4 separate regions of the Mus musculus genome follow, and regions 2, 3 and 4 are each linked to region 1. Evidence: chromatin contacts called from public HiChIP or PLAC-seq data. All regions are on one chromosome and are shown on one strand. Each heading gives the region's core, a stretch centred on a gene start, on an enhancer-like site or on the middle of the called end of the contact. The rest is flanking DNA. Distances are from core to core; before and after follow the strand shown.

Region 1 (4,279 bases), core at 758-3,257:
TTGAAAAAAATACATCTTTTGCCCATTAAAAACAGAGACAACAGCCTCTAGAGGCTGGAAAGGTTGGTAACTGGTTAGAAACACCTGATGCTCTTTCAGGGAACCCGAGTTTGAGTCCCAGTGCCCATGTTCAGCATCTCACAATGGCCTATAACCTCATCTCCAGAGGATCTGACGCACTCTTCTGGCCTCTGTAGGCAGCTGCACTTGTGTGCACACAGTTACACACTTTGCTGCATACCACACAGGTCTCCATTCGTGGGTCTCAGCAATGTCTAATCCATGAAGCTTCCACCTTTCCGTCTTGTAATTAAACAGTTCACCATATATGGACTAAGATGACAAAATGGGTCCCAAGAATAAGCAAATCCCGTTTCAGAGTAGCATGAGTCATTGCAGGGGTCCTGTAGGGCCACATTTGGAGTTTGTGAAATTCTGAGTGGTAGAAGATTCACAAAGAATCATCATTTTAGTGCTATGTCATAAGATGACTAGGTTTTTTAAAAACTGTTAACAAGTAGCGCCTGACTCAGAACTCAGCATCTCACATGTGTGAGCCAGAGTATGAAGCATTGTCCCGTTTGGTTATTTGATTACAGTGCTGTCAAGCAGTTAGGCCAGTCTCAAGTTGCCAGCCTTGTACAGAACATGTGTGGAAGAACAAGACATATGGCCTTGGTCTTTTCACTCTAAGGGCTACATGCTTCTTGTCACATGAACTGACTACAGATCATCAGCAATAGCAATGCACGGTCGGAAGTCTGTAAGGCATCTCTTAGGTTGTAGAGACGTTCACCTGCTGTTTCCATCTATGCTTCTTCTCCTTAACATTCGTTTCAGCAGGAGGCTGCTGAGACTCATGACTGACGGTCAGGATTGGACACAGGCCCACAGACTGAGTCTGCAGTTGGCTTCGATGTCATTACGGATCTGTGGTAGTTACTTTTCTGTTGCTGTGATAAACTTCTTGACAGAAGCAAGTTAAGAAAAAAAAATGGATCCATTTTTGGCTCGTAGTTCCAGTGGACATAGGAAGGCATGGTAGAGGAGTATGCGGCCAGCCTGCCTGTCAGGAGCAGAGTTCTCATATTTTATCTACACAAAGGAAGCAGAGAAAGGGGGGACAGGAAGTAGAATCTGGCTATAAGTCTCCACTACCGTCCCAAGTGATGTGTTTCCTCCAGCAAAACCCCACCTCCTAATGGTTCCTTAACTTCCCCCAAACAGAACCACCAACTGGAGATTGATTGTTCAAGTTCATGAGCCTGTGAAGGATATATCTCATTTAAACCAACACAAAAGAAATTTGTTCTATTTGGAGATCTCTAGAGATCTCTGAGAGAAACAGAAAGCTGAAAGCAGCAGCTTATGACCAGGAAAGGATAGGAATGAGCAATATTGTTGGGAACATCTGGGTTGGGCTTGTAACAGGAGAGGGGACCGGTTGAATGGGTCTGATGATAGAAGAATCGGGAAATCACAGAAGCATGTGATACGTCACATCAGACACATGACGTCACAGAGCCCACATACCACAGTCTGGCTGTAACTCGAGGGAGAAGTATACTCATCCAATTACTTTCCTTGGCACCTTAACCATCTATTTACAAGCTCTTAGGAGCTTAAATTACCCCAGGGCTGGGATGACAATATGAGTCTCCAGAATAAACAAATCCAACTTTATGGCAGGATGAGTCATCAACGGGAGGCCATTACAGCCATAGGCTAGTTCTCTTACAGGAGTGAACCCAGCCTGCATTATAACCCAGGAAGGGCACCTGTCCTTCCTCTACCTGGGGAAGAAAAAAAACAACAAGAGAGTTTCCATCCACAGGGTGACAGTTTTGACTAATCTTTTGGACAAGATTTTAGCTATTCTTAGATTTATAAATGAGTCAAATGTTGGTGTCTCGAATCTCAAGTGATTGGATTTCTTAACGCTATTGAGTAGGAACTGGCCTATGACTACTTTCATTGTTTTTCTGATCTCTCGGGTCAGCCCTACATTCCTGAGATTGAAAATAAACGTAATACAGTGCAAGCTGGGAGACTGGGAGCTGCATCACTTTTGTGGTTGCTGTGATAAAAATGCCAGGACCAAAAGCAACTCAGGGAATAAAATGTTTATTTTAACTTACAATTCTAGAGAGATGGAGTCCATCTTAGCAGCAGAGCTGCATGGAGGTGGGAGCAGGAAACTGGCTGATGACATTTTCTTCCACACACAGGAAGTGAGAAGAGAAGGAGGAGGGAGGAGAGAGACAGACAAACAGTCTAATGGGGGGAAGGGGAAGAGAGGCAGAGAGAGAGAGAGAGTAGGGAGGCTATAAAACCTCAATGTCTAGCCATGATGCATTCCTTCCAGTAAAGTTGAACCTCCTGAGAGTCCTACTACCTCCTCAAACAGTACCTCTAACTCAGTACCAAGTATTCAAATACGCAGGCTATCTCTCATTCAAACTACTACAGGAGCCACTGAAAACTTACTTCCACAAAATAAAACTTCCAAACAATAAATGGGCCGATAGACTGAACAGAGACTTCTTAAAAGAAGAAACCAAAATGAGCAGACAAAATTGAAATGTTCAGCATGCTTAGCCATTGTGTGGATGCAAATGAAGATCACTTTGAGTGCCCATCTCTTCCCACTGAGAGCATCAATCATCAAGAAAAGAAATGGCAACAAACACTGGTAGAAATGTGGGGAAAAGAGACACCTTATTCACTGGTGGTGGGAGGGCAAACATAGATGGGTAAGTGTACATTTATATGGAACCCACAGGCTTCAGAATAACTAAAGCAACCTGAATTCAAAGTGTGAGCAATCAGTCTTGGTACTGAGACCCATGAAATGGCCACAGGAATTGTGATAATATGGTAAGATGGCTCACTGGGTTAAGGAGCTTAAGGTCAAGGCTAATCTGGCGTTATTTCATCCCTGGATAATGTGTGGTGCAAGGAGTATCAGTCAGTCCCCTGGCATTGTCCTCTGAACCACACACAAGCATGGAATAGTATATATGAACATATATACACACACACTCACTCACACACACACATGGGGAAGATAGATAGACAGACAGACGGATCTAAAATACATAAATGTAAACAAGCAAAAAAATAGTCACTGCTCAGTTATATTAAACTCAGGAAAAAAACTCATGCATGATATTTGCTCATCAGTGGATTTTTGTGAGTTGCCTGCACTCAATAAAAACCAAAGATTAGCACTATGCTTTACTGTATCTTGTCATTTCTACAGTGAACCCTTTAATGCCTCCCTGTAGGCAGACAGTTTCTGGTGCCCGCTCCTGCACACTGGGAATGGCATCTGCCCAGGTATTTGACAACCTGAGCCTCTGTGTTCCACCTTGCTTTGTGAGCCCCGGTGAACAGGTTGTTTTTTATGGAGCTTTGATGAGCTGGGCAAACCTGAATCACTGGCTGATGTCACTTACTGCCCTCATGCCACCTGCTCCCGCTCCCTCTGACTCATGGGGTCACCTCTGTTGAGAACATGGCTCTCATTTTATGCTCCCTTTCCATTCAGTTAGTCAACAGTCCTAATGCCTATGCCCACACACCCTAGCTTTAAAGAACCCTAGCTTCAAAGATAGGAGTACAAGCAGGGACATTTTCCTTACTTGTTTACTATGGATTTAAGGGGACTTGTTTTGTTTTTGTTTTCATGAAAAAAAAAATTAGAATGAGCCTATCTGGCCCTAGGGGAACCTTATTGATACTTACATTGGATTTTGTTTCTGTATAAAGATAATGTGGAAAAGGGTTACTACATCACTCTCTTCTCCCTCCACACTGTTTGAAACAGTGTCTTTGTTGTTTATGGCTGTGAGTGACAGGCTAGCTGGTCCATGAAGTTCTGGGGGTTCTCCTGTCTCAGCTTCCCATCTTGTAGGCACACGTGGACTGAATCTGATATACTACTAGAGCTTATTTTATGTGGCTTTGGGGGATTTATGCTTACATAGACATTGTGTACTTTACCCCACCAAGCTGTCCCCTCACCCCTAACTATGGCAATATTTAAATATTTCATCTTTATTTATGTGTTTGTGTATGAGTGTGGGCAGATGCATGCGGGTGCCTATGGAAGCCAGAAGAGGGTGTCTGATCCCTTGTAGCTGGCGTTACAAGCAATTGTGAGCTAACTGATGTGGCTACTGGGAACCAAACTTGGTTCCTACCTTCTTACCTGGGGTGCCATCTCCCTAGCCTCAGGTTAGGACAATTTTTAATTACAATAATTCATACAATGAAT
Region 2 (4,506 bases), core at 753-3,252, 280 kb after region 1:
GGGTGTGATCCAGACTCAGGGTGGGTCCCTCGACCCTGATTACTATTTGAGGAAACAGTTTCTAACTGAGGACAATCACAGTCTGGGATGACCCTTGAGCATTTAGTTCATTTCAGATGTAGTCAAACTGACAAGCAAGAACAGCCGTAACCTGTTATTTCTGAAAATACCACCAATTTCCCTTCTTCATCCTCCAGTGGGTCTCTGAATGACTGTGGTCTTTGCTGTTGCTTTGAATCATGGGTTGCTTAAATTAAACCATTAGAAAGAAGTTTAAGGCTAAGATGAAGCTCGGTGGTAGAAGACATTGCCCTTTATAATTCAAAGGTCAGAAAAACTGGGCAGGAAAAGGATAAGCAACTCATTTACATTTATATTTGTAGTGTAGAAAGGGCAATACTCTACAGGGTTCATGGCACATAGGAAATCTTCATAAGACAGGACTTTGACCTGTACTGTAAAGTCCCCTTCATGGGAGAATGTGAGGTTTACAGGTAGGGGGACCTAAAGGGCACTGTGAGGTTTGATTGTCCTAGTGATCAGAATTTCAGCATGCATGTAGTCAGCATTACATGAGGTACGAGGTGGGTGGCACACAGCCATGGGTACTGTATAGGCCCTGTGCTTTACACAGCAAGGATCCATGGATGTGGTGACAATTCAGCTGATTCCATGCATTGAAAGCTGATGCTTTGACAACACTGTGAAGGGTGGGTTGGAAAACAGTGGGATTGTGTTGACTAGCTCCCTCATTTCCAGACATAATGAACAGACGATGGGCAGAGGGGCAGGGTAGAAGTGGTCCTAGAAAAGAGATGAAGGTCTGAGCTGTGCTCTCTTCTTCCTGTGGCCTCTCAGTAGCTGAAGCACACCCAGGAACAGGCATTTAGAACCCTAGAGGAGATAAGGAACTGACAAGTTGTGTCTACAAACCTTGGGGACACACTACAGATATCGATGTAAACAATATTAAGCCTCTGATGGTTTTCAAATTCCTACAAGGATATTTTAGAAATCAACCTGGCCATCAAAACTCAGTGTTCACTGACGTGTTTGGGGAAGGACTTACGTAATTTTGATGTGAAGACTTCTAAACCCTCCAAGACAGATATTCTATAAACAGAAGAGTTCCACCACAAGCAGGCCTCTAATATAAGAGAGAGAGAGAGAGAGAGAGAGAGAGAGAGAGAGAGAGAGAGAGAGAATCTCAAACACTAACCATGCTTTCCTAAAAGGGAGGGAATAAGGAACTAGATACTGTTCTTCTTGGACCATGTGGTCTGACTTCTGACTTACAATATTCAAGACCATCTTAGTTACAGCAGTCTTCAGAGAAGATGAGGTCTTAGCCCAGGAGGCCCTCAGCAGAGTCCCGGGAGAGTTGGAAGGATGACCAGAAGGTAGTGGCAGAGCATGACTTCACTAAAGCCATAGATAAGCACAGGGCAGTCGCACAGCCTCGGGCAATCTAGAGGCCAAGAGGATATGAGAAAGTGAGACTGGAATGCCCAGTCATTCTGAGCCACACCAATGCTAACAGTAGGCAAAACAGAAGAGCATGTTCTCTCTTTAAATTAAAAAGCAGGCATGGTCTTCATCTCCATCCCCACCAAAGATCACACTTCTCTCTTTTAGCTCCCACCCAGTAGCTGCTTTCCCTCTCATGAGTTAGAATGGCAACTCAGATAGTGTGCAGACTTCTAAGAGCTAGAAGAAATAAAGAGTTAAATGCCCTGGCCCCTTCTCCACCCCTAATGAGCTGAGTACTCTTTGCTTCCTTTCTTCGTTATAAAGACAAGCTATAAAATGTTGAGTTCAGAAGCCTGGGTTTCTCTCCAAGATCCCGTCCAGTTCAACAATCTCACATTTGTGTCTCTCTCCTTGCTCCATTTATTTTACTCTTTTCTTTGTTTTTTCTTGCTCATACAATCTAGCCTGTGTGAGTAATGTTCATATGCTTATGAATACAGTTGGTTCTTTGTGATCTGTAATAATAAGAGACGGATCATGTGGATAAGCCCAAATTGCAAACGCTGCTCCTGATTACAACTGAGGAACATTCCAGTCTGACTAGCAATCTAATATGTGGTTTGGGCTGCATTCATGTAGGACCCATTAGCTAGTTAGTAGGGTTGGTGTAGAGAGGTTACCTGTTCTGCCCTGAGGAGTGATCGATATTGAAGGTGAGATTCCCACATTGGCCAAATGTCTTCTGCCAATTAATGCTGGGTTTTGCCATTAGATCTGGCTAGTTTATGTGACTAATGTTTCAGTTGATGAGATGTAGCACACACTTAGGGATGGGGTGGAGGTGGAGGTAACAGACAGGAAACCACTTATTGGGAATTTTACCAGCCTAAGAGTCACAACACCAAGTAGGACCACATATTTTTGTTCCAGAATGGTTCATCTAGCAGGGCCTCTTTAAGATCTAATGTCACTTTGATGTATCCTGTGCATGTCACTGCACTAAGTAAGCTCCCTTAGATCTTTACTACATGGTATACAACCCCATAGGAAGAAGAGCTCCCATGTCCGTGCACTCCCGATTCAGAAGCCCAGAACTTCTACAACAACAATGGACAACTCCACAAATTAAATGAAAAATAAATCTTAATTAAAACACAGAGCTATCATGTTTCTTTTTCTACATAAAGTTCCAAACATCATAAAATATGACCTTCCTCAATGCCAAGAATGTTTTCTCTAAGGTATAAATTATTGCCCTTTACCTAGAAAGCTAATCTTATAATTGACTCAAGAGCTTTAAAGATCACTTCATGATATGTGAAAAATAAACAGATCATGCCTATGACAATCATGCTAGGATTATATACCCTGCTCTACTACCTAACCCCATCTCTAGTGATTTAGATTTTAACAGGCCTCTCAAGCTTAAGTGTAACATAACAGCAGTTGTAGGAATGTAGATGTCTCATATGCTCTTAAGCATAAATTTGAAGGGACTAAAAACACCATACAAAACCTAATAAAATGTATCAAATTCTTATACAAGATCATAGATGTTGCTTTAGTTTATGATATATTTTGATTTCTCTTTTGTGATCAAAATTGCATGCTCACTTAGCCCTTGGGAACTACAGTAAAGGCATCAAAGAAAGTATAAAGCAGCTATAATATTATACTCAGGGAGAGTTACCAGTAATTCCTTTTTGGTTTGCTTATTTTTATTCTCTTTTCTAAGTCCCCAAATAGCTTGATATAGCTTGATTATAAATAGATGAGTAACTATATCATGATGGTGAAAATAGAGAGATGAAAGATGATAGACAGATGAAAGATGATAGGTAGTCTCCCAGTTATCTTTAACTGCCAACGTGGCACAGCTTAAGTCTCAATTGAGGGATTGTCAAGATTACATTGGCCCATGGACATGTCTGTAGGAGGCTATCTAGGTTGGTGATTGATGCAGGAGGACACAACTCCCTGGGCAGGCAGTCTAATGTTGGATATGAAAGCTAGCTAAGCACGAGCCTGCTGTGGGAGACATGAAGTAGCATTTTTTTCCATGGTTTCTGCCCACTTTCTTGGCTATGAGTAAGGTCCATGGTTAGAAGTACTGCTGTGTTGACCTTTAAGATGGTCTGTCTTCAGGTTCTTGCTTGAGTTCTTGCCCTGACTTCCTGCCATGGTTGACTATAACAAGTAAGTTTAAATAAACCCTATTATCTCCTACATTGCTTTTGGTCAGAGTGTTTTATTACAGTAACAGACAGGAAAGTCTTTTGGGGAGATAGATAGATGATTAATTTTGTTGATGATTTTAATACTAAAATATTTAAAATTTCCTGGTTTAACTCTCTTTACTTTTATATCATTATTGCTTTTATTATAACTCAGTATCTACTTTGAAGATCAAAGAATATTTAAATTTTCTTGTTTTTAACATTTAACTGCATAATTCACCTTTTTCCTATTTTGAATGTATTATTATAAGAAGTCTTAGGGAAAGACTGTTTGCTAGACTACTAGATAGTTAATCCCTTACACATAGTAAATGCTTTGGTAATTTGCCTATACTTCCCTTGAAAAATTTTATACTTTATTTGTATAAGCTCTTATAAACTATATATGAAAACACACACATACATGAATAAAGAATGAAGGATCTATTCTTCTACCTTAGAGAAGCTAGCACTAAATTGATGTTTTTCCTGGGATTACCTCAGAAGAAATGAAATCTGCCTAAGAAGGGGCCTGTCTCCCCCACAGGCATTGTCACTCAGTCACTGCTTCAAGTGGAGACAACATGGAGACTTAGCTAGGGTGGAGTCACCTAAGCTCATACTTGCTTCTATTAATTCTTGTAGGGTCCGAACCAGTTCACCTTCCCCTCAGCCTGAGCTCACTTCTACCCTCCTCTCTGCTCACCCACAGAGCAGCACCTAATAAATGTCTTGACATCCAGGCTCCATCCCAGAGCTGACCTACATATATGGACAATCTGCTGATCTAAAATTAGTCTCAAACAGTGAACTCTTTATT
Region 3 (4,176 bases), core at 1,125-3,624, 380 kb after region 1:
AAAACCCAAATGCAAGGCAAAAGCGATCCCAGCATTCCCTCAGGAAAGGCCAGGAGATTCTGCACAATCTTCCCCACAGGTCCTTGCCATGTGGGAACCCAACTCCTCAGGCCTTGCCATAAGGACAGCTGTCTGCATTACACTCCCACACCACTCCTAGAAGAGGCTTAGCTACTACCAATAGATGATTAACTGATTGATGATAGAAATATGGGTAGATAGATGGATGGATGGATGGATGGATGGATGGATGGATGGATGGGTAGATAGATAGATAGATAGATAGATAGATAGATAAGATTATAGATACATATATGGATGGTTGATAGAACATAGCTAGATAGATGATATGAAAAGAGTTGTGTAATTTGAGATAAGCCTTGAAGAATGAGTTCATTTGTTATCTCAAAGGTAAAGGAAGAGACAACATCTTTAGGCGTCACCACTTGCCTGGTTTTTCTGCCTAGCAGTTTTCTTCTTGATGTTAAGACCTATTACCTCGGGAACAAAAAACCACATAGATGTCCATGAAAATAGATAGGGCAAGTAACTGATCACATGCTTGCTGTGCATTAAAGAAGATGGCACTTGATGCAGAGAGAAACCTGTGATCTGGGCTAGTTTAGCATGTAGCTGAGTTCTCAGGGTTTTTAGAAGTAAACGGTCAAAGTGTTTGGGGTGGGTCTGTCAGGAGGTCTCCCAGGAAAGAGAGGGTCAGTGGGGTGATCTTTCTGGCTGTTATGCATACATTATATCAGAACAAGGAGATACTAAAAGCACAACGCACTGGGTGTGCCTGTGCGTCTTTGCAGCAAGTGGGCTTTGTTTGGAGACAGAGCAAACAAAGGGTCACCCTTACTTAATCTGGGGAGGTTCAGGGTCATGGCTCAGCCACTCCAAGCCTTGGTTTCTAGTATCACAGGGATCTCTGTGGATTAGAATAAGGTAGAAGCAACCCTCAGCCAAGTGTGAACAGCACCCTGCTTTGGGGTACTAGATATCAAGATTATTCTCATTACCAAGAAAGATAGCGGTGCATTCATCTCTTGGTGAGGTAATACAGCCCAGAAGTGGTGTTGAAGGCAGGCAAACATGAACAAGTAGATGCCACACACGGAAGGAAAAGCTGAAGCCACTCACTGCTTAGGCTTTTGGGAGCTCAGGCCTCGGAACTAAAGGATTTCTTTCCTTTGGAAACAATCTCCTGTATGTCAAGCTGGGCAATGTCTCTCAAGCTCACTGTGTAGCTGAAGAATAACCCTGATCTTCTGGTCTTTCTGCCTCTGTCCCCCAAGTGCTAGGATTACAAGTGTGGGCCCACACCCAGTTTATGCACTGCTTAGGGACTGGACCTGTGGCTTTGTGTATGGTAGGCAAGTCCTCTTCCAACAGAAATGCATCGCCAAGTATGTCCCATACACCCAACCTCCAAGAGAACTTTATATTTCTATTTCTCTATCCCACAACTGGTACATGGAAAAGTATATGAATTATATAGGCTAAAAGTTATTGTCCTTTATCAACTGTTTCTTCCACGAGCAAGAATGATAAATGGAATGTTGGGTCACTGGTATTGGCATAGATAAAATAAGCTCTAAAAATTGATAGCATGCATACCAGCCTTTCTTCTCATTGCCAAGTACCAATATATCAGCTGTCACCAAGCTGTAACAGTCCACAACTGCCAGTGGCCAGATATTGATTTCTCTTATAGTCAGCAGCAACTGAAGCTGTACACCTGTGCGCGTGTGCGTGTGTGCGCGTGCACACACACACACAGGGTTGGGGGTAGGGGAGAGAACCTCTAAACCCTACAAATGAATTAAATATGTTTTTCTTAGAAAAAGACGTTTTTATTTCTAAGACAAGATTTATTTCAAACCTTTCATTAGAACTCATGTGTGGCCTGGCAGTGGTGGTGCATGCCTTTAATCCCAGCACTTGGGAGGCAGAGGCAGGCGGATTTCTGAGTTCAAGGCCAGCCTGGTCTACAGAGTGAGTTCCAGGACAGCCAGGGCTACACAGAGAAACCCTGTCTCAAAAAAAAAAAGGAATTTGTGTTGTGTACATGTGTGCATGCCTGTGTGTGCCTGTGCATATGTGTGTCTGTGAGTGTTTGTGTGTGTGTGTGTTCATAATTTCACATATGGAGGACAGAAGTCAGCTTACATGGTTTCTTCTAATTTTTTCCATCTTATTTTCTTGAGACATGGCCTCTCATTGAACCTGAGCCACAGGATCTGCCTGTCCCCTCCCCAGTTCATTTGCAGACATGTGCCACCATGCCAAGCTTCAGCTTCTCCATGGATGCTGGGAATATGAATTCACACCCCCATGTTTGTACAGCAAATACATCACCCACTGAGTCACCACCTCAAACTTAGAACTGATTCTTGAGTGAGACTGCCAACGTTCTCATGGGGAGCTAACTACCCCGCAGTAACCCTACACTCAAGCACACAAAGGGGATTGAACTTGGCCCATGGTTTCTCTTGATTCCTAACAAGATGCTTTGTCATGGGTGTGTTCTCAACACTCCCGAGAAAGCAGGTAAGCCACCCATGGGACAAGAAGACCAACCTTCTCTTCAGATCCAATTGCATGTTCCTTTCAGAGCCGAACATTGTTATGAGTTTCACTGTTCGGCTTTCCTCCATTAGAGTGGGTAATGGAACATGAACCCTGCATGGCAAGTTCTATGATCTATGAGCAGCCCATACCCATAGCAGATTTATGACATAGGAAAAATTATGTCTTTAATATCCTTGGCTATCTCTTCTGGCTGTTTTCCTTGCTAGGCCAGCTAACCACCCTTTTAAGCAGCCTCCTTTGTGTGTTCTTTGTCCAATATTAACCCATGGTTGAAGTCTGTCCTAGTTTATTCTGGTTTAACAGTGCTTATATATGTCTCATGTTTTATTCCTTAAAAGACACAGTCTCTTCATTCATATTACACCAGCGTTTCCCTGGTGGTCATACATGAGAAAGGAACACACACGTGTGTGTGTGTGTGTGTGTGTGTGTGTGTGTGTGTGTGAAAATATTCTCAAAGCCTCCAAAAAGTGAGAATTATTGATGTCATTATACACTTGACTTCATAGTGGTTAATTACATGTTTAGTCAGGTTCCTACTGACACATATGAGCCAACCCTGATCTCCATACTTAGTGATATCATACTGACAATTTGAAGTTATCTGCGGTGAAAGCATTTACACCATGGCTATTGGCAATTGCTATATATCAGGGCTAACCTCTTCAGTCGCCTAGAGAGTCAACTTACCACCACATCCCATGCATAAGGTGTCTTAATTTAAATAGAGATGACATTGTATCTGTCTAATATTTTATTGGGTGACTTCTTCCAACATGGCATAAAATACTTTGACCACAGATATGCATATCTCAACTTGGACAAGCTCAACCATATCCGTCCTGTTCATTTATACACACTTAGCATACACATTGTCCAAAATACCACATATGAAACAAGCTTACACATAGACACATCTTACATCTTCACTTGTGTGCACACATATACACATACCTCAGAGTATAATTCAACATGAGAAAGATATTTAGAAAAAACATTTTAGTATGTTCTGTGTTAGTACATGATAGGTTGTTGTCAAAGGCTTAAAATTCCCAGAGAAGTGAATATCAACAACTGACAAGACCGGAAGCCATTTAACTACTTCAGGAAAGGGTATCATTATAACACTCATGAATCCTATCATCTTCTCAGGATAGAGGCTAAGGTTTGAAATGAAAGTTGCCTCCCTGCCCCCAATCTTTTAAAGTGCTCAAGGTATTAATAAGTTTAGTGGCAAGATTTCCTCAAGGTCTTTCCTGTGTGCTCCCAGATCACTGGAGAACCAGAGCCTGTGAGGTCCATGACTCAAGCCACTTCCTCTCCTCCTTGCCACTCTCCTGCTGGACTCAACAAAACACACAGGAATGTCACACTGGCCTGTGGCGGTCTTTAGGCCACCCTCTGCTTTTTAATCCTTTCATGGCATTTGGCATGAGCGTCCTGGCCATGCTTGGTCAGTGCTGGTCAGCATCTCTTTTAGGAGCTCACCAGGCCTTCATGTCCTGTGCCTGTAGTACTGACTTCCTACTGCTTAACTCTGGAATGAATGGAGACTTTCTCATCTCTGGTGAGTGTAATTCAGGA
Region 4 (4,066 bases), core at 1,040-3,539, 460 kb after region 1:
ATCTAGGCAGAAACAGTGCTGGAGAAGGAGCTGAGAGTTCTACATCTTGATCTGCAGGCAGCAGAAGGAGACTATGTGACACACTGGGCATAGCTTGAGCATAGGAGATGTCAAAGCCTGCCTCCACAGTGACACACTTCCTCCAACAAGGCCACACCTTCTAATAGTGCCACTCCTTGAAGGAGGGAACTCACATGAGCTGCCGTGATGATGGAAGAAACTGAGATGAAGACAATTCAGAGTCTGTCTGGCGTGAATAGAATAATCTCTATGTTCACCTATGAGCAGTTCCAGAAGCTAAGAAAGTACTTCCAGATAGACTGGTTCCCTAAGGAGGCAATTCTGCAGGCCTTGGCTGAGGAACTCAAACTGCCCAAAGAAGTCATCAGCTACTGGTTCTTCAAGCAGCGTCAAAGAGAGATGAGGCACAGGCAGTTTTTGAAGGGCTACAAGGGTTGGATAACACGCTGTCGTCACTACTGTACAACAAGAAGGACCACCAGGCAGAAGAACTCCGAGGAGTGCTCTCAGAATGACCCTGGACTCCCCGAAGCGTTGGAAGCCTTGAAGAGTCTCAAGCTCTCTTCTGGGTACCAAAGCAGAGATGCAATGTCACAGGATTTCTGACTTTTCAACTTCCTTGTTGGGGCAGGGGTCTGTTGGGATTTATGTCTATGGAAGAAGGTACATTAATAATAATGCTTGCATTCATAGAATCGATTAAAAAAATGAACCAAGCATTCAAGCACGTGAGTCTGTGGGGGCCATACCTATTCAAACCACCACACCAGCATAAAGTATAAACAAATGAAAGACTATAGAATATACACAGAAGCAAAAAAATTAAAATTAAAATTTTAAAAAAATTTTTTAAAAAGGACACTTAATACATTCTCCAGAAGTGGACAATAGACACCAGCAGGAAGACAGCTTTTTCTCTATAGCCAATGACTGACAGCATTTCAGTGCTAAAGATTATCCATCATTATCAAAGCTGCTGTGACAGAGCGGACCTTCGCCTGGGAGTCCAAAATGGAGTCCCTATTACTCTGTGATGAGCCTTGATTTTCATTTTATCTTTCTATTATACATCTATCCTCTTTCACTTAGAACAAAGAGATCTTCCACCTTCCATTTGCCTCACTAGCACCTAGGCCTGGCTTTGCATGTGTCTACTACAGCTGGGAGAAAGTGGTTTTCAAACCAGGACCGATGGCATTGTGTCCGGAGTCCACGGGAAACCCAGACAAGTCCAAGAATTGCAAAGTCCACTGCAACTCCCAAAAGAGTCTTTTATTGTTCCACATTGGAACTCGGATTGCCTGCCTCGAACTCACTGAGTGAATGCTGGCAAGCAACCCTGAGTTCAGAAAACACTGGGTTTATATACGGTATAGTTATGAATGTTCACAGAAAAGGGGAGTAAAGGGCTGTAATCATTTGGTGGAAAGGTACAGAAGTGGGAGGGGGTTAATGGGTGTCTGTTCAGGGACTAACTTCATAGCCAGTCATAACTGTCTCTGACCTGACCTCTGATTTCCCTTGAGCTTGTGATTTTTCTAAGGTCTCAAGGACAAGCACCCTGAAGAGTTCGGCTGTTTATCAAGAGTGTTGGAGACAAAAAGGCGGGGAGGATGTCTCAAGCTGTCCCCTCAAAATGTCTTCATTTAGGGGGAGTTTGATGGGTAGTGCCATTCTAACAATAGGGGAGGGGCCAAGGAGGAGTAGGCTTGCTGCAGGGGTGGGATGGTGGTGGTGGTGGCAGGGAACACAGAGGCAAACTGTACACACACTCAAGTCTCTCTAGTATCATTAATTTGGGGGTTACAACAATGGCAAGTTGGTGGCATGAAGGGAATCTGCACTTTGGGATGGGACCACTTTTTGTGCAGATGTTTCTATAACCCCAGACTCTCTACAGGACACTGCATGAGGGTAAGGTGGGAAAGCAGATCTCTTCTAAAGGAAACAGTTTTGTCTGTCAATCCCAGTTAAGATCGTTTCTGAGGCCTGCACTGCAGTTCTGTTTACTCTTCCCATGTATAAAATAGCTTTAATTTGAAATTACAAGTAAGAACACAAACCACAGGAATGTAGCACAGGCATTGTCACGCTTAGGAGGTAAGTAGAAAGACAGCCAGGAAGAATCCCGAGTCACCAAGCTCCAGTGAAATCAAAACGAAGTTGGGTGCGAGAGAGCGCTAGAAAAAACGTTAAGATTTCCTGCAAGTGGCTCCTCCTCACACCACACCACCAAATACTTAAGCTGTGATGCAAGCTGATAACATTTGGCACTCGCAGGGGTTTCTCAGTTTTGCAGTTTCCATGCAAACTCTGATTAATCCTGACAGTGCTCCTCAGAGAGCTGCTGGCCTGGAGCCAGACGAAGTGTGCGCGCCCTCACGTTGATTGCATAAGTTCACACAACAACCAATCCTTCTCTCCACAATTTCCCATCATCCATGGCTTAAATTCTCATGACAGATTTTAGGCAAACTCGCCTCTTCAAACTGTCCCTCTGTTCAAACTGTCTCCAGCCCCAACCCCAGGATCATGTCTCCCCTCGGAGTTCACTGGCTTCGGTTTTATATTCAAACATATTCCAGGATTCCCATCTGAGCCCGAAGAAAGTTTAATGGTCCCTGACTCCAACATTCTCCTGTGTGGGCATAAACCTCCATTTGTGTTCATAGAGTGATAGTACAACTACCCATCCTTCATCGCCTTTCCCTCCCTCAAAATAAGAAAATTGAGGCAAAACCAAACACTCAAAAAAAAAAAAAAAAAAAACTATTTGTTCACTAAAAGAAAAAATAGGAAACTCAGGAGACCTAAAACACAGCTCTGTCTCACTGTCACTGTGACTGGGATGAAGCACCCTGACAAATAGGGAAGATTTGTGTCTTACAACTTCAGGTTACTGTTTATCATTGAAGTTAGGGAGGCAGGAGCTTGAGATAGCCAGTCATGTCATATATACGGCAAAGACCAGGGAAAACTAGACACAGTCACACTGCCAGCTTGCTCTATTCAGCTAGCTTTCTTTACTTGTACAGTCCAGCCTATAAATGATGCCACCTCCACTTAGGGTGTTCCTTCCCAAACTTTGCTAACCAAAGCAATCAAGATAACCCCCCAGAGACATGCCCACGGGCCAATCTGATCAAGGCAATTTCTCCTTCAGGCTCCCTTCCCACGTGCTTCTAGGTTGTGACATGTTGATGTTTTTTTTGGTTTTTTTTTTTTTTTTTGGTTTTTTTTTTTATTACGTATTTTCCTCAATTACATTTCCAATGCTATCCCAAAAGTCCCCCATACCCTCCCCCCCCCCCACTTCCCTACCCACTCATTCCCATATTTTGGCCCTGGCATTCCCCTGTACTGGGGCATATAAAGTTTGTGTGTCCAATGGGCCTCTCTTTCCAGTGATGGCCGACTAGGCCATCTTTTGATACATATGCAGCTAGAGTCAAGAGCTCTGGGGTACTGGTTAGTTCATAATGTTGTTGCACCTACAGGGTTGCAGATCTCTTTAGCTCCTTAGATACTTTCTCTAGCTCCTCCATTGGGGGCCCTGTGATCCATCCAATAGCTGACTGTGAGCATCCACTTGTCCCACCATTCCTCAAGGAAAGTTTAAAACTCAAGTGAGGTGTCCTTATTTGTAAAACACTAGACCATCTATGTTTAAATATATAAGTCAGATCTTCTATCACCACTTACTAACAAAGAGAAAGATAAATGCGTAGTTGTATTAAATCACTGGTGAGGGAGGGAAGGTGCCTAGTGAGTAAGAGCTATCGGTGTACAAGCATGAGAACATGAGTTCAAATCCCCAGCACTCAGGTAAAGAGTTGGTCACAGCCATACATACCTACAACCCCAGCAGTATCAGGGGCAGAAATAAGAAAATCAGTGAATCTCGCAGACTCCCAGCCAAGTTAAGTGGAAGAGCCTGTCTCAAAAGGAATAGAGTGAGAGGTATCAGAAGAAGACACCTGACACACTGTCCTCTAGCCTCTACAAGGAGGCCATGTAAGTATTCCCACACACATATAACACACAC

The links. HiChIP or PLAC-seq counts read pairs in DNA pulled down with a chosen protein or histone mark.
Region 2: a contact with region 1 is called in a CTCF HiChIP or PLAC-seq map of the NIH/3T3 cell line, with 5 read pairs. The contact joins two enhancer-like sites. A contact is called at or near these places in 2 of 15 datasets of contacts at CTCF or cohesin (the NIH/3T3 cell line and pro-B cells).
Region 3: a contact with region 1 is called in a FOXA1 HiChIP or PLAC-seq map of pancreatic cancer cells. The contact joins two enhancer-like sites. A contact is called at or near these places in 1 of 484 Hi-C or Micro-C datasets (the N1E-115 cell line) and 1 of 115 datasets of contacts at active chromatin or transcription factors (pancreatic cancer cells).
Region 4: a contact with region 1 is called in a FOXA1 HiChIP or PLAC-seq map of pancreatic cancer cells. The contact joins two enhancer-like sites. A contact is called at or near these places in 1 of 15 datasets of contacts at CTCF or cohesin (the NIH/3T3 cell line) and 1 of 115 datasets of contacts at active chromatin or transcription factors (pancreatic cancer cells).

Annotation. Positions count from the first base shown.
Region 1 is chr1:184,138,064-184,142,342 of GRCm38.p6, reverse strand. No RefSeq gene overlaps it. Among named protein-coding and RNA genes, the nearest start is that of Dusp10, 110 kb to the right of the region's middle. Within about 2 kb of position 2,007, at least 48 of the 459 cell types and tissues checked have an H3K27ac peak or open chromatin away from gene starts, as enhancers often do. A contact at or near this core is called in the NIH/3T3 cell line and pancreatic cancer cells, where this site is marked.
Region 2 is chr1:183,862,732-183,867,237 of GRCm38.p6, reverse strand. No RefSeq gene overlaps it. Among named protein-coding and RNA genes, the nearest start is that of Gm34130, 72 kb to the left of the region's middle. Within about 2 kb of position 2,002, at least 34 of the 459 cell types and tissues checked have an H3K27ac peak or open chromatin away from gene starts, as enhancers often do. A contact at or near this core is called in the NIH/3T3 cell line, where this site is marked.
Region 3 is chr1:183,759,994-183,764,169 of GRCm38.p6, reverse strand. All of the region lies in intron 1 of Gm34068 (predicted gene, 34068), which reads right to left. Among named protein-coding and RNA genes, the nearest start is that of Gm34068, 13 kb to the right of the region's middle. Within about 2 kb of position 2,374, at least 5 of the 459 cell types and tissues checked have an H3K27ac peak or open chromatin away from gene starts, as enhancers often do. A contact at or near this core is called in pancreatic cancer cells, where this site is marked.
Region 4 is chr1:183,678,339-183,682,404 of GRCm38.p6, reverse strand. No RefSeq gene overlaps it. Among named protein-coding and RNA genes, the nearest start is that of Gm39724, 49 kb to the right of the region's middle. Within about 2 kb of position 2,289, at least 51 of the 459 cell types and tissues checked have an H3K27ac peak or open chromatin away from gene starts, as enhancers often do. A contact at or near this core is called in the NIH/3T3 cell line and pancreatic cancer cells, where this site is marked.